3 separate regions of the Mus musculus genome follow, and regions 1 and 2 are each linked to region 3. The links are chromatin contacts, called in public Hi-C maps. All regions are on one chromosome and are shown on one strand. Each heading gives the region's core, a stretch centred on a gene start, on an enhancer-like site or on the middle of the called end of the contact. The rest is flanking DNA. Distances are from core to core; before and after follow the strand shown. Region 1 overlaps Gm29478 (a long non-coding RNA gene). Region 2 overlaps Gm31409 (a long non-coding RNA gene). Region 3 has its middle 41 kb from the start of Gm26101.

Evidence for each region. Hi-C and Micro-C count contacts between places; a contact is called where the count stands out from the background.
Region 1: a contact with region 3 is called in a Hi-C map of cerebellar granule neurons, with 4 times the contacts expected there. The contact joins two enhancer-like sites. A contact is called at or near these places in 5 of 484 Hi-C or Micro-C datasets (brain, cerebellar granule neurons and cerebellum).
Region 2: a contact with region 3 is called in a Hi-C map of cerebellar granule neurons, with 5 times the contacts expected there. The contact joins two enhancer-like sites. A contact is called at or near these places in 6 of 484 Hi-C or Micro-C datasets (brain, cerebellar granule neurons, cerebellum and 1 more).

Annotation. Positions count from the first base shown.
Region 1 is chr9:91,542,703-91,547,161 of GRCm38.p6, forward strand. All of the region lies in intron 2 of Gm29478 (a long non-coding RNA gene), which reads left to right. Among named protein-coding and RNA genes, the nearest start is that of Gm29478, 140 kb to the left of the region's middle. Within about 2 kb of position 2,914, at least 3 of the 459 cell types and tissues checked have an H3K27ac peak or open chromatin away from gene starts, as enhancers often do. A contact at or near this core is called in cerebellar granule neurons and cerebellum, where this site is marked.
Region 2 is chr9:91,955,302-91,959,727 of GRCm38.p6, forward strand. The region is part of intron 1 of Gm31409 (a long non-coding RNA gene); the gene reads right to left. Among named protein-coding and RNA genes, the nearest start is that of Gm31409, 3.7 kb to the right of the region's middle. Within about 2 kb of position 1,785, at least 2 of the 459 cell types and tissues checked have an H3K27ac peak or open chromatin away from gene starts, as enhancers often do. A contact at or near this core is called in cerebellar granule neurons and cerebellum, where this site is marked.
Region 3 is chr9:91,796,450-91,800,705 of GRCm38.p6, forward strand. No RefSeq gene overlaps it. Among named protein-coding and RNA genes, the nearest start is that of Gm26101, 41 kb to the right of the region's middle. Within about 2 kb of position 1,897, at least 7 of the 459 cell types and tissues checked have an H3K27ac peak or open chromatin away from gene starts, as enhancers often do. A contact at or near this core is called in cerebellar granule neurons and cerebellum, where this site is marked.

The sequences.
Region 1 (4,459 bases), core at 1,664-4,163, 250 kb before region 3:
ACATTAAGTGGAGCTTGTGGAATTCTGTGGAAGAGGGGGAAGAAGGATTGAAGGAGTCAGAGGGGTCAAGGACACCACAAGAAAACCTATAAAATCAACTAACATGGACCCATAGGGGTCCACACAGACCAAACTGCCAAAAAAAAAAAAAAAAAAGCATGCATAGAATGGATCTAGGCCCTCTGCATATATGTAACAGATGTGGGACTCCTAACAGTGGGCACCATCTCTGACTCTGTTGCCTGCCTCTGGATCCCTTTCCCCTACCTGGGCTGCCTTGTGTAGCCCGATAGAAGATGGGCCTAGTCCTGCAACTTGATATGCCAAGACTGATTGATATCCATGGGAGGTCTCCCTTTTTCTGAGGAGAAGGGGAGACAGTGTGGATGGGGCGTGGGGGGGGGGGAGAAGGGAAGTTAAGAGGGAGGGACCAGGAGGAGAAAAGGTGGGGGATAGCTATGACAGGGTGTAAAATAATTAAATAACTTAATTAATAATAAAAAAGCTTGCTCATTGAATATATATATATATATATATATATTGCTGACATTTTATTGTGATTAATTTGGATTATATAGGAAGAGAAGCAAAAAAACTGAGTAATAAGGGACTATAATAAAGGTTTAACCAGGAGTTTAAAATTGAAAACAAAGCAAAACAAAAACAAAAAACAAAAACAAAAAAAACAAAACAAAACAAAACAGAAGCACAGCCCTATTAGAAGTCCATCACTGAAGACAGGCTTTGAGCAGTCAAAGTCTCATTCACCTTCCAGTGTGCCTGAGGTTGAGGGTGTGTTTTCTCAGCTTCCTGTTCCTGCCATCATGTCTGCTAGTTGTCCTAATGCCTTCCTGCCATGCTGGACTCTTGTTCCCCTGGAACCCTAAACTGAAGCCAACTCTTCTAGAAGCTCCTTTTGATTATGGTGTTTCATTGCAGCAACACAAGGAACTAATACGACTAGGGTGTAGGATCTCAGGATTATATTACTACTGATGTTCTTCCTTAACATACTTTTAAAGTGCATGCGGCATCCATCTATGGTTAATTAAAACAACAACAACAACAACAACGAAAACATGTACACCAAGTTACAGTCAATTTCCAAGATGGGGAAGATTAGGTTTGGCACTACACACTGCACTTGATTTTATTAAAATAGTGATGAGATCAGGGTATATGTTCCATCAGTAAAGGGCTTGCTGCACAAACAAGACCCAAGGTCAGATCCCTAGCAATTTTTCATATTTGGATCATGACTTCTGTCTTACAGTGATTTTTAAATACAACCCCATATAAATCCTGTTCTGCTATTTGATACCACTTGTATAACTACCTTTTGTGGAAAAAAAGAACTTTCCCCATAGTCTTACAAAATATTGACTAGTAGAGAATGGAAACAAACTTGCCAAATGTCATTTCATTCTGTGACTCTTTCAGAAATCATTGCATCATTCCCATTTAAAAAAATAAAAAAAACCTCTGCTTATAAAGAAGGCACAAAGATTATTATTTCAATCTTACATAGGTTAGTGATCCATTTAATATTTAAAAAGCTAATGTTTCATATTTTGATATGCTACATATTAGTTTGTGTCCAAGTGTCTGTATTAGCAGCAGGAACTCTGAAGCTTCTTATTTTAATTAAGAAAATATTTTCAATATTGTTCTACAGTTTATATAAACAGTGAGAAATATTTTGCACTTTAAAAATGTGGGTTAAAACAAAACTAGGTAATGTTTCTTTTATTTGAGCCAAGAAAAATAGTACCACGAATCCTTTTCTCATATTGCTGTGTGGAAATAGTTTTCCACCTAAAACCCCTGGCTCTCTCTTTTTCTTATAAAATGTATGCATGCAAAGATGCTAGTGTGAGATACGTTTCCAGGCACATTTATTCTAATGGTGAAGCTGGCTTATTTTGTGACACATTTTATATTTCCATGACAAACCGAATGCTTTTTGTCCACCAGTGATGTAGAATAATTAATCAGAGCCATCCTGGGAGGAGGACCCATCCCATTCTGTGTTGGTTTGTAAAACATCCCTGGGTGAGAGGCCTCTCAGCAGGCTCACTCACGTTACCTGTAATTTTTCACATGTGTATAGTTCATCACTAGTGACACTCTGGCTTTCAGATCAGTCATCTCTTAGAACTTAAAATTGATATATCAGTCTCAGCATAAAATGCTATCATTCCCGTGGACCAACTGTTTACCGGAGTATAACTCCTCCTGTGTCTCATTTCATCACACTGTTCCACACAGTGATGTTTCAATGTGAAATGAAGTTTTTTCATGCTGTGCCCCTGAGTAGAAAAAAGACAGAAGTACATGTATGATAAATGGTGAAGATTCCGTGATAACCCTTGGAAAACAATATAGTGTAGAAGCATTCTGTATTATATTTGCTTTAATAATTTAAGGCATAAATGTGGCTTTTAAACTTTTATAACAAATACGATTTATGCAGCAGTGAGAAATGATCAATTATATTTTCTGTGAATCACTTCATCTTCCATCTTATACAGAAATTAACAGCACGCTACTGCTGTTGAATTGCCATGGTGGAATATTTGTGTAGGCTACGCTATTAGTAAAATGTAAAATCACCATCATGTTGTTCAACTCTATGTCTTTAATTACAGTTTTGCAAGAGAAAGGATTTACTTTAAATTTTTATTAAGTCTATTCACTTTGTCTATGTGGGGCTGGGGACCGAATTCTGGCTTTTAATAGCAACAACAGAATTTAGGAAAAACATCTTGTTGAATTCCCTTATGCCTGAAAGACACTGTCGTGTTTGCATTCTTTCTTGGCACAAAGTGCATTTTCTTTGTGGCTCTGAGTGTCGCCTGGCTGTGGCATCGGCATCCCACTGATTATTACGAGGGCTGATTCAACGGCTTTGGCTCACTGGGCTGGGTTCTGTAGACTTCCTTCACAACCCTAAAAGCTGTGCATTGGCAGAAGATGATGACATCCCTGGGGAGACTAGAACCACTTAATTTTTGTCAAAATGGAAATGAGTTTTTCCTTTTAGCACATCTTGATTTGATCTGATAGGTTATTTTAAAAATGGAAGGCAAGATTGTTTCACCAAAAATGGATGCAAACAATGTTTTAAATTTGATATGGCATTGCAAATACTCAACGTTTTCCAGAGAGAACATTTTTTAGTTTACATTTGAAATTCTTACCTTTTTATTTTCACTATTGTACTGTGTATGCTTTAGATTATTTCACTGTGTGCTTTTGAGATGATGTCTAAGCACTAAGCCACAGCCACAAGATATATGATGAGTTGTTTAACTAAAGGTAGAGTGATTACAAAGAATTCTGAAGGTTGAAACATACTTTATAGTATGAGTTTTGAAAATAGATTAACTAACAGGTGATTATTTCCATCCTGTTGAAAGTATAAGAAATTCAGTAATGACTAAATGACTTGCTGGCGCCTCTTCATTGTGCCTGTGCATGTGTTGGATATGCACAATCATGTAAAAGAAAATAGTTCAAAACTGTGAGCATAACAGACATTTTCATTTGGAGACTAAAATTCTGTTGTGTCTACATTTGTTCAGCAGGTGAGATATTTTGGTAATACTACTATGGCATACTGAAATATTGCTAGAAAACTAAAAGTAATCTGCTTTTATGCTTTGTATTAGCTTAAGGATCTATTACCCAAATAAAATAAATTTGGTGTTATGTTTTCATGTTTAATTAGCCTTGGGAAGAAGGTATGTTCAATAAAAATATATCAGGAATTATACTCATCCCTTTGTGTACTTGTATTATTTTAGGAGAAATTTCAACAGCAGCCTTATTTTCAAAGCTCAGTTCAAGTTGACTTTTCATTACTTGAATAATAGTGTTCTTATGTGTATAGTAAGATGTGTAGTTTTCCTCAGTTTCACAATCCTCCCTGCTACCAATAGCCCACTTCAAGTGGGACATTTATTACAAATGATTAACCCAGTATTTTGTATTCTGTAACAGTATTTTATATTCTGAAATATGGATTTCATTATCTAGCTATTGTTTTAGGAAGCTTTCAAATGCTTACTTAAAGGAGTTTCACAGTTATTCTAGAAGTTTAGGTGGATGGGTTGGTCCTCCAGTTCTAACAAGTATGGAGCCTGAGGCTAGAGGTTATCTTGAGCGTAGGGTTTCAAGACCACTTTGTAAAACAGAAAACAGACATCTCAAAAGGGGAAAAGAGAACATGAACGTGGACTAGAGTCCTTTTCCATGTTAATCTGGTGAAGAAGAGTTAGAATAACAAAACCAGATTATATTTCAAAAGAGAAGTTGGGGAGCTTTGGTAGTTCACAAAGATAGCAACTGAACAGTTAAAAATTGTGGAGAAAAGGTCAGTGCTGCACACACAAGAAGGAAGCCAAGCTGAACACAGCTCCAGCCATGCGGAGCCATGGGAGGGGAGGACAGAGCAGGA
Region 2 (4,426 bases), core at 535-3,034, 160 kb after region 3:
TGTCATTTGAAATGCATATGCAGTGCCCAGAAGTGCTTCAGCATTCAGGACTCTATCCTCAACCCTTCCCATGTTTTTCAACTGCATTACATTTGAAAATCAAGATTATAATCTTTCAAATGTTACGGCATCATCCTAGACATTACTTTTAAATAACCTTTCTAAACACTCTGATCAAAGTCCACATCCTTGTTGATGTCTTGTTTAAAACATATCCTCTCATGAAATACAGAACTGAAACTCAAAATTCTTGTCCTATTTGTGTGTGTGTTTAAAATATTTTGTGAATAAGACCTGACGGTGAGAGACTGTAATCACGGCTCTAGAGGAGGCCGAGGTAGGAGGATTATATGTATAAGATCTGTTTCAGTAACTTAGACCCTGGCTAAAACTAAAAATTGGAAGAAAATCTAGGGCTTTTATGGCTCAGTAGAAGAGTAATTGCCTAGCACGAATGAAGCTTTAGGTTCCTTACAACAAAGAGCAAAAGAAAATATACATTTGGTAAGTAAACATAATTTTCTTTTCAATTTTAACAGCAGACAAACCTTCAAGTTTTATGAATTCTGGATATGAGGAAGCTATTCTGTGATAGAGTCCAATCTTTCATCTCATTTCTATCTTTGAATTAAGTCATTTTGTTACTTCATGAATATTTGAATTAAATATTTTTGTAGTCATAGTTTCCATCTTTTAATTATTATCATCTAATTAATAGTTAATCCCTGTTAATATATTAATATATAATCCCTGTTACTAAATATAATATTAGTATATAAGCATACTTTCTCCCAAATTAGCACCATATTTCCTTTATATTTTTCTACTCTTTTTTTCCACTCTTCATTGGACACTCTCTTTTTGTTTGTTTGTTTGATTTTTGTTTTGTTGTTGTTGTTGTTGTTGTTTGAGACAGTGTTTCTCTGTATAGCCCTGGCTGTCCTGGCTCACTCTGAAGACCAGGCTGGCCTCGAACTCAGCAATCCTCCTGCTCTTCCTCCCAAGTGCTGGGAATAAAGGCATGTGCCACCTCTGCCCAGCTTCATTGGACACTCTTGTGCTTACTTGGTTGGTTCCTTTCTTTCATGGTATTTATATTCAAGTGGTAGGATATTTTAGCTGATTGATTTTAATTCTGTACTTACTTTCTAACTTAATGCTTCTAATATAGATCTCTATAAACAAAATATAGTTTTCACGTGCATTTTAGAAGTCTATCTTTGTTAATATTCTTTGTTAACATTTGGGGTCTCATTATGCAGCCTTGGCTGGCCTGGAGTTCACAGTGCAGACCTGGCTGGCCTTGAATTCACAGAGATTTTCCTGCCTCTGCTTCGCTGATATTGGGATTAAAAGCATGAAGCACCATGCCTGGCTTTCTTTGTTAATATTTGATTTGCTTATGTATGACTTTTCTATTGTTCCTTTTTTGTTGTTGTTGATATGATGACGCAAGAGAGGTATTATCAAATAGGTACATGCATCAGAAAGTAATTTTAATATAAGCATGTCATTTTTATTGTTGTAAAAATTACATAACAACATTTTATTGACTGTGTTTCTGGCTTTAAATGTACATATGATTTGTTTAAATGCCCACAACTGTCTAGCCATTGGTTAATCTATGTATCAGTTTATTTTTTCTGCTTTTGCTTTGGTAAGATCTCATAGCCCAGACTAGCCTCCATTTTTATATGTAGCCAATCTGAGCTTGACCTCCTGGTCTAACAGCCTCTATTCCCCAGATTCATAGGCATATGTAACCACACCTGGCCTTTTGCATACCAAATTAACTGACCAAGTCAAATTTGACTGCAATGAAAGTCCATGTGCATACGGGTGGTATTGTATGTATCATGGGGTGAATTTCAAATCCTCTCTGATGCTTCTGCACAGATTATTCTCAATGCTTGCGGTTATCATCCTTCTCCCCCTTGGTTGTCACCTATTCTTGAAGATCAGGTGAATTGAAGACCTCTTTGATAATTTCTCTTCTACTAACCAAATCTGTCAATGCAGAAGCTAGAAACGGTGTCTCTCTCTTTACTAACTAAAGCAAGGTACCATCACTTAATTTACTCTACTGCATTGTAATCATAATTCTCCCAGACTTGGCTTGAAGCAAGCATTCAGTATGTCTAGTGCTTGGCATGTACTAGCCACAGAACACTCAGCTAGCCAGATTTTATAAGAAACTTGGCATTTTTCCCTTCATATTCTCGGCAGATAATAATAATGATCATGCTATTTTTACTAGGGCATTACTGTATAGAATATTAATATGTAAAATTTAATTTATCTTATAACTGCAAATTGTTATATAATTTTTATACATTTTTAAAGTGAGTGAAAAATGAAGTCATAGATTGGTAAGTAAACTCAAGGTCACACAATGAGTGTCAAGGCCAATTTTATTACCAAGAAATTTCAATACTAGTGTGTGGATACTGAATATAGGCTTAATAAATCTGATGCAGGGTGAATAAATATCTACCAAAAGGCAGTAAAACATACATCAAATGTTTCAATGGTTATGAGGTTTTATGAATTTTTTTGGTATATATTGCTTTCATTGTTTATTCAAGAAGATCCACTTGTTAAAGCAGGATGGAGCCAAATAATTTCTTCAAAGATCTGTGGCAAGTTTTGTGATATTCGTATAGAGAAAAACAGGTATTTGCAATAGTTTTAATATTAAATTTTAGAAATAATTTGATAATATACAAATTGAATTTCTTCACATTGTGATACTGTATGCAAAAATGTAACAGTTCATTCATAATAACTTCAAATTGACATGATAAGGACACAAAAACTCACTTGGATTTCAGAGTAACATTGACTTATTCTTTGAATTTATATTGATCATTGAATCAATATTAAAATGCACTTTTGGTTTAGGTTATATATATATATATATATATAATTACAATTTGCAAAAAATAAAATAATTTAATTGGTTGCTTTTTTTACTGTTGATATTCTTTATAGAGATTTGAAATTCATTTTTATTTTTTCAACCATGTTAATCCCACATAAAGAAAAAAATGTCTTTTATATTCTAAAAATTTATTATGGATTTTTTTAAATATGGAAAAAGAGCAATTCAAATAAAATTTAAATCAATTTTTGATAAGCAATAAACTTGTTAATTAAATCACTCAGAATCTGTAAAAATCATGCATTTCAACACACTCACACACACACACACACACACACACACACACACACACACACACACCCTTTTCTGTATGTTAAACATCTACCCTAGCTTACTCACCACCCCTGCATTGAAGTGATAACACTACATATCTCTGGGTTTATTCCACTTCCTTTTTTTCTCTTCCTAAGCATTGTCGTAAAAATAAATGAATATTGTTCCACTGTGCGTGCTTTTACACTCCTCATGATGAGAATGGATTCGTGATAACTCATTTATTTTCTTTTCTTCTAACAATCTTTGCAGCAGGAATGAGATGCCTGAATTTTAATGCCTAATATGATCTTTGGAAGACTATAAACTTTTAATAGACTTTACACATAAAGTGAGAGAGAAGATAAATCGCAGAGAAGTCTGTGGTTTGATCCCAGGAAATCCTGATTAATAGCCCCCAGATTGTGTTAGACCACCCTGAATATTTCCTGAAAAAAAAATACTGGTTCATTTTATTGCCAAATAAATTGGAATTGAAGATATCAACATCTGACCAAGTAGAAATATAAATGGAAGGAGAAGAAAACAAGTGTTGCTTTATTTGACACATTTGAGACAAAACTCAGTTTATTCGCTCTGTGTACTGTCTATGGCTGCTAATTTTGTATGATGAGTACAATGGAATTACAATAAGGGATGGTTTCCTTCAGACTTATCCTCTGTGAGTTTCCCCCCAGAAATCTTAAGGCCAGAAATTCAGCATTATCTGTAAAACCTGATGGGAAAACATTGACTCTTCGTGTTTTGTTCAGACTGAAAGATTTCATTGGCTGGATTGTCACCTTCTGCATAGTTTACTGGGTGATTTTTCCAGTTTTGTTTCATGTCTAAATTGTTAAAAACATCTCCTATCCATTGTTATGTTCACGGCACTTAAATAAGTCTGACTCTGGAGGCCTGAACAGAAAGAAAACACAAACATGCTCCAGAGTCACAAAATGATTTAGACATTGATAATGCCCAAGGGGTTTAAATCACATGCATTTGTTAATTTTATTTTATTAATGTCATTTTAAAACAGAAAATAAGTATTCTATTATTTAAGAGAAAAGCAAGAACTCAATCTGTTGCCATAAAGAAATATTAAAATGATTCTGGCAAAATTGCATCACCTTTTTAATGAACAGGAGGAGAAAACACTTTAAAGAATTAGTTGGTAATACTGCAATATACACAACCCCCTGAGCTTTGCCTTTTAAAGCAGCATTCTGC
Region 3 (4,256 bases), core at 647-3,146:
CACAGTGTGCCTGACCAGTATACGTGGGGACTGTGTCTGCTCAGTGTGTGCTGTTTTGGTAGGGCGAGAAAGCAAAGAGCAACTATTCTGTTAGGTTTGGGTACTTTCTTCCTAAGATTCAAATGGCACCAGTGATAGATGAAGTAACTGATTGACATATTCACATGGAAATGGAATATGTGCTTATACCTCATAGAGATAGACCATCACCTTAATTACTAAGCATCGTAGAGCAAAAGACACAATAGCCAACTGGTAAACCAAAACCAGAGAGAATGAGGGAAGGGAAGAAGTATGAATCTCTAATTTATGTGAGAAAAATAAAATGTTCGCACTTATCTTTGGATAGTAGTTTGTATATTCTGTGTAGATTGAATATTTAAATGAAAAGACTTTCATTATTATTTATGGATACAGTGCCATACTCTGAATGAAAGTGTAAAACTGCCTATATTGTTTCCACCTCATATTGTAACATTCCACTTACTCACTCATGTTAATAGAATAAAATAGGAACCTCTCTCCACTGTTGTCCTGCTTTGCATCCTCTGCATCTTTGTAGAGAATCTCAGGAGCCATCCAGAGTTCTTCAGGCACAGAAGGTGGGGTTCTCTGTTCCTTCCCTCTGCTCTGCTCCCAGCATGCCTTTCACTCTCTCGTTCTTTGATTGTGATGGTGTTGTTTTTCTCTATTCTGTTCTTTTCTGGGTATGGAAGCATAAACGCTGAATTAATCCAACTTAGGTAGCCCTTAGGATAATTTTTTAAGCAGCAGGAAATGGGCTATCTAGCTGCGCAGATAATGATATCAGCTGCTTCCTTCCAAAACAACAGGTGCTTTGGCAGAAAATGTATGTCATCACACTGGGACGATGACATCAGTTCATACTTCAGCTTAATTATAAACCACCTCCATTAATCCTCCAGTAATTAAACATTTTGTGTGTATTGCAAGGTGAAATGTAAAGTTAAAGGTGCCCTGTAATTCATCACAGGATTTAAGAAAGCATTTTCTTCACAGGGTATTTCCTATACACAACAAAACAGATATTTCCAAAATCTTTGTGCCATACTAGAAAACTAAATTTCTTTCTTCTTTTAGAAAATTATAAACACAAAGGTAATTAATAAAATGCACCATTTTTATATGTATTATTCATTTAAGAATACAAGGAACAAAGTAGTTAATGCAGGCTTTATATGATTCAGAATTAATTAAAAAACCTCTTTAATTATTTAAAATATTAAATATTCGAGGAAACTAAAGAATTACTATTTTAGTTTTGTATTTTCAACAAAAACATGAAATATGCTTATTTGTATTTTAATAAAAATATCTAAACTAGTTATACTGATGAGTGTCATAAATATTAGAAATTAAGGTGCTTTGTTAAGCATGAAACATTTTTTCATAAATATTTGGATCATTGCTTAAATTTTCAATATTTAAAATTTTCATGGGAACATTTTTGTGCTATGATTAACATAATGAGATGCAAAAAGATATTTTATACATAAAACTTTTCTTGCTTCAAAATATAAATACAATAAATAAAAAGCATACTGGATCTTCCTTTTAGCTTTAAGAGATAAGGCTGTCAATTTATTTGAATTTGTTGTTTTCTTCAGGGGTCACAAAGCTTCTAAGCAAACTGTTTATGAGGAATATGAGTATCTAAGGACCTAACCACTCAAGAATCAATCTATTCTTCATTTGCAACCAGGTAAGGCCCATATTGGCATCTTTGAAATTTCTGTACACAGCGCTTAACAATTTAGCTAACATGATTTTTGCGGAATGACAGAACAGCGTTTAATACAATTGTTCCCATTAAGAAATAGCTGTTCCCGAAGATCTTAGTTATTCACTGTATATCCATTTAAAAGTCCACCTTCATAGATAGAAATGGAGTAATCTCTGGGGTGTTGCCAAATACATCATTCACTCTTTATCACAAAGCTGTCATAACAAGCTGCAGAAAATTGTTCTTAAACAGATTAGTTTTTAAAAAAACGTAACCAGTTAACAAGACTTTCTCTCTTTGTAGATGCAAAATGATAAATCCATCTAAGAAGAGTTTTATTTTTTACAAGTGAACTTAGGCTGGATTTTTTTTTTTTTTTGTGGATTTAGTTGGAGCATTTGGGGGAGCATATGGAGCTCTCTGCGGCGCCACGGGACCACGCGGTTATGAAATCTGATCAGTGCTTCCCCAGTGACAGCTGTGCCTTTACACCATCAGAAAATTTTCAGACTTCTAATTTGTCATAACTACCTCCTGTGGAAAGGAAATATGTTATGTAGCCAAACAAAATTTTTTTTAGTGCTCAGCCCTATAAACAATTCCTAAGCTTCATTTTTTGTGGTTCACTGATGCAACTCTCACACCAAAAACATACAGAGCCATCAAAAGCTAGGGCGAGCTACTGTTGCCCCACCCACTCAAAAAGCATTCTAATGGCAATGCGTCTAGAGAAAGATTCTGTCACAGAGTTTAGCAGTTTAAAGACATTGAACTCTTGGTTGATTTCAAAAACCCACGGAAACCGTTGAGAGGTTTTAGTCTGGATTCTCTGAACACTTGTCTCTCTCTTCATCAAACACTCTTTGGAGTGGCTGAATATTATGTTGTCCTCTTAGGCCCTGCTTCTTTTTACATGGAGAGTCTGAAGTGCAGATACTTCTACCTATTAGCTTGTCATGCCTTGATCCAGCCACTTAAGGAAGAAGTATTTACTCTTCTCCCATGTGAACACTTATGCAGGGTTCCATGTTGTCAGTCTTCTTATAGCCCCACTGTGGAGAGAGACCATAGGATGCAATTCAGATGTTATCAACCCAACTGTCATTGAAGATGCAACTTCAAGTTTGATATCAGCATCTATTTCTGGACATAAGTTTGTTTGGGAGTTTTTTGAAGTGTCACCTCATTAGACAAATGAAATATTCACGTATACTTCCTCTTGCTAAATAGGTGAGTCTCACCACCTTTACATATAATCAAGATAAACGTCATGGTTGTCTTTCCTTTTACTTCAGGTTAGCTGTGCAGGCATTAGGACTACATATACTCTTCCTTCATTGTTCAGTGTTTCATGCCCATTACGAAGTGTAAAACAAAATCTTCTACAATATCAAGAATGACTCACATATGCAAACATCTATTCTGCATTCCTCTTATATCTGGTAGGACATAATAAGCAAATGAAATAGTAATTTATCATAACTAAATTAATTTAAATCTAAATGAATTAAATGGACTAACTAGCTCACATATCAACTGATTAAAATATCTTCACGGTAGAGACAGTGTTTATTATTGCCATTTTTAAGATAAGGAAAACAATACACCATTGAGGTAAAAAGAAATTATAGTAGATTTAGAGGTTGAAACCATTTTGTCCTATGTAGTACCAATGCTAATCAGCATGAGGAAGTATGAAAGACTCAATTTGGAATCTGAACTTGACACTGATAAAAGATAAATGGACACGAGTTCTATTAGTTCTTCCAATTGACTTAGCTCATGACACTAACAGTACTGCTTGCTGAGTCTTGGTTGTTATATCTTTAACATAACAGGGTGAGACTGGTAATATCTTTTTTATAATAAAATTGTATGCTGTAGATTACAATATAGAGTCATTTGTGCAGACATAAATCATTTTACATATGCTGTTTATCTCTAACTTCTCATTTCCTCATGGTTAATACTTTGTACACAGTTTTTAACCCATCATATACTGATAAAAGAGGGACAGTAAATCAGTCAGATAATCACATCAAAGCCATGATAATAGTCTATTTCTTTTCAACTCTACATCCATATCCTTAGAATGCATCTTTTTAAAACTTACTTAATCTGCAAATAAAAACTTAGATACAAATTTGAGGCTGTGGAAATAGTTGTTCTGATAAAGTGGTTGTTCCACAAGCATAAAAACCCAAGGTTGATCCCCAAAAGCCACATAAATATTTCTAGAAGTGCTGGCACACACTTGTGAAACCACCATTGGGAAAGTAGAGACAGGTGGATGCCTAAGTCAAGCTTTAGGCCAAGGAGTGACCGTGTCTGGAACAAACAAATAAAAGAAGGCAGACAGCTTCAGCTTCAGAGAAACATCATTAGAGATTGACCTCTGCCTTCTAAATGAACAACAACCCCCAACACACACACACACACACACACACACAAATGCAAACAAAAGCAAAAGTCATATGTTTTGCCTAATGTGATAAGACTCTGCCAGCTATAG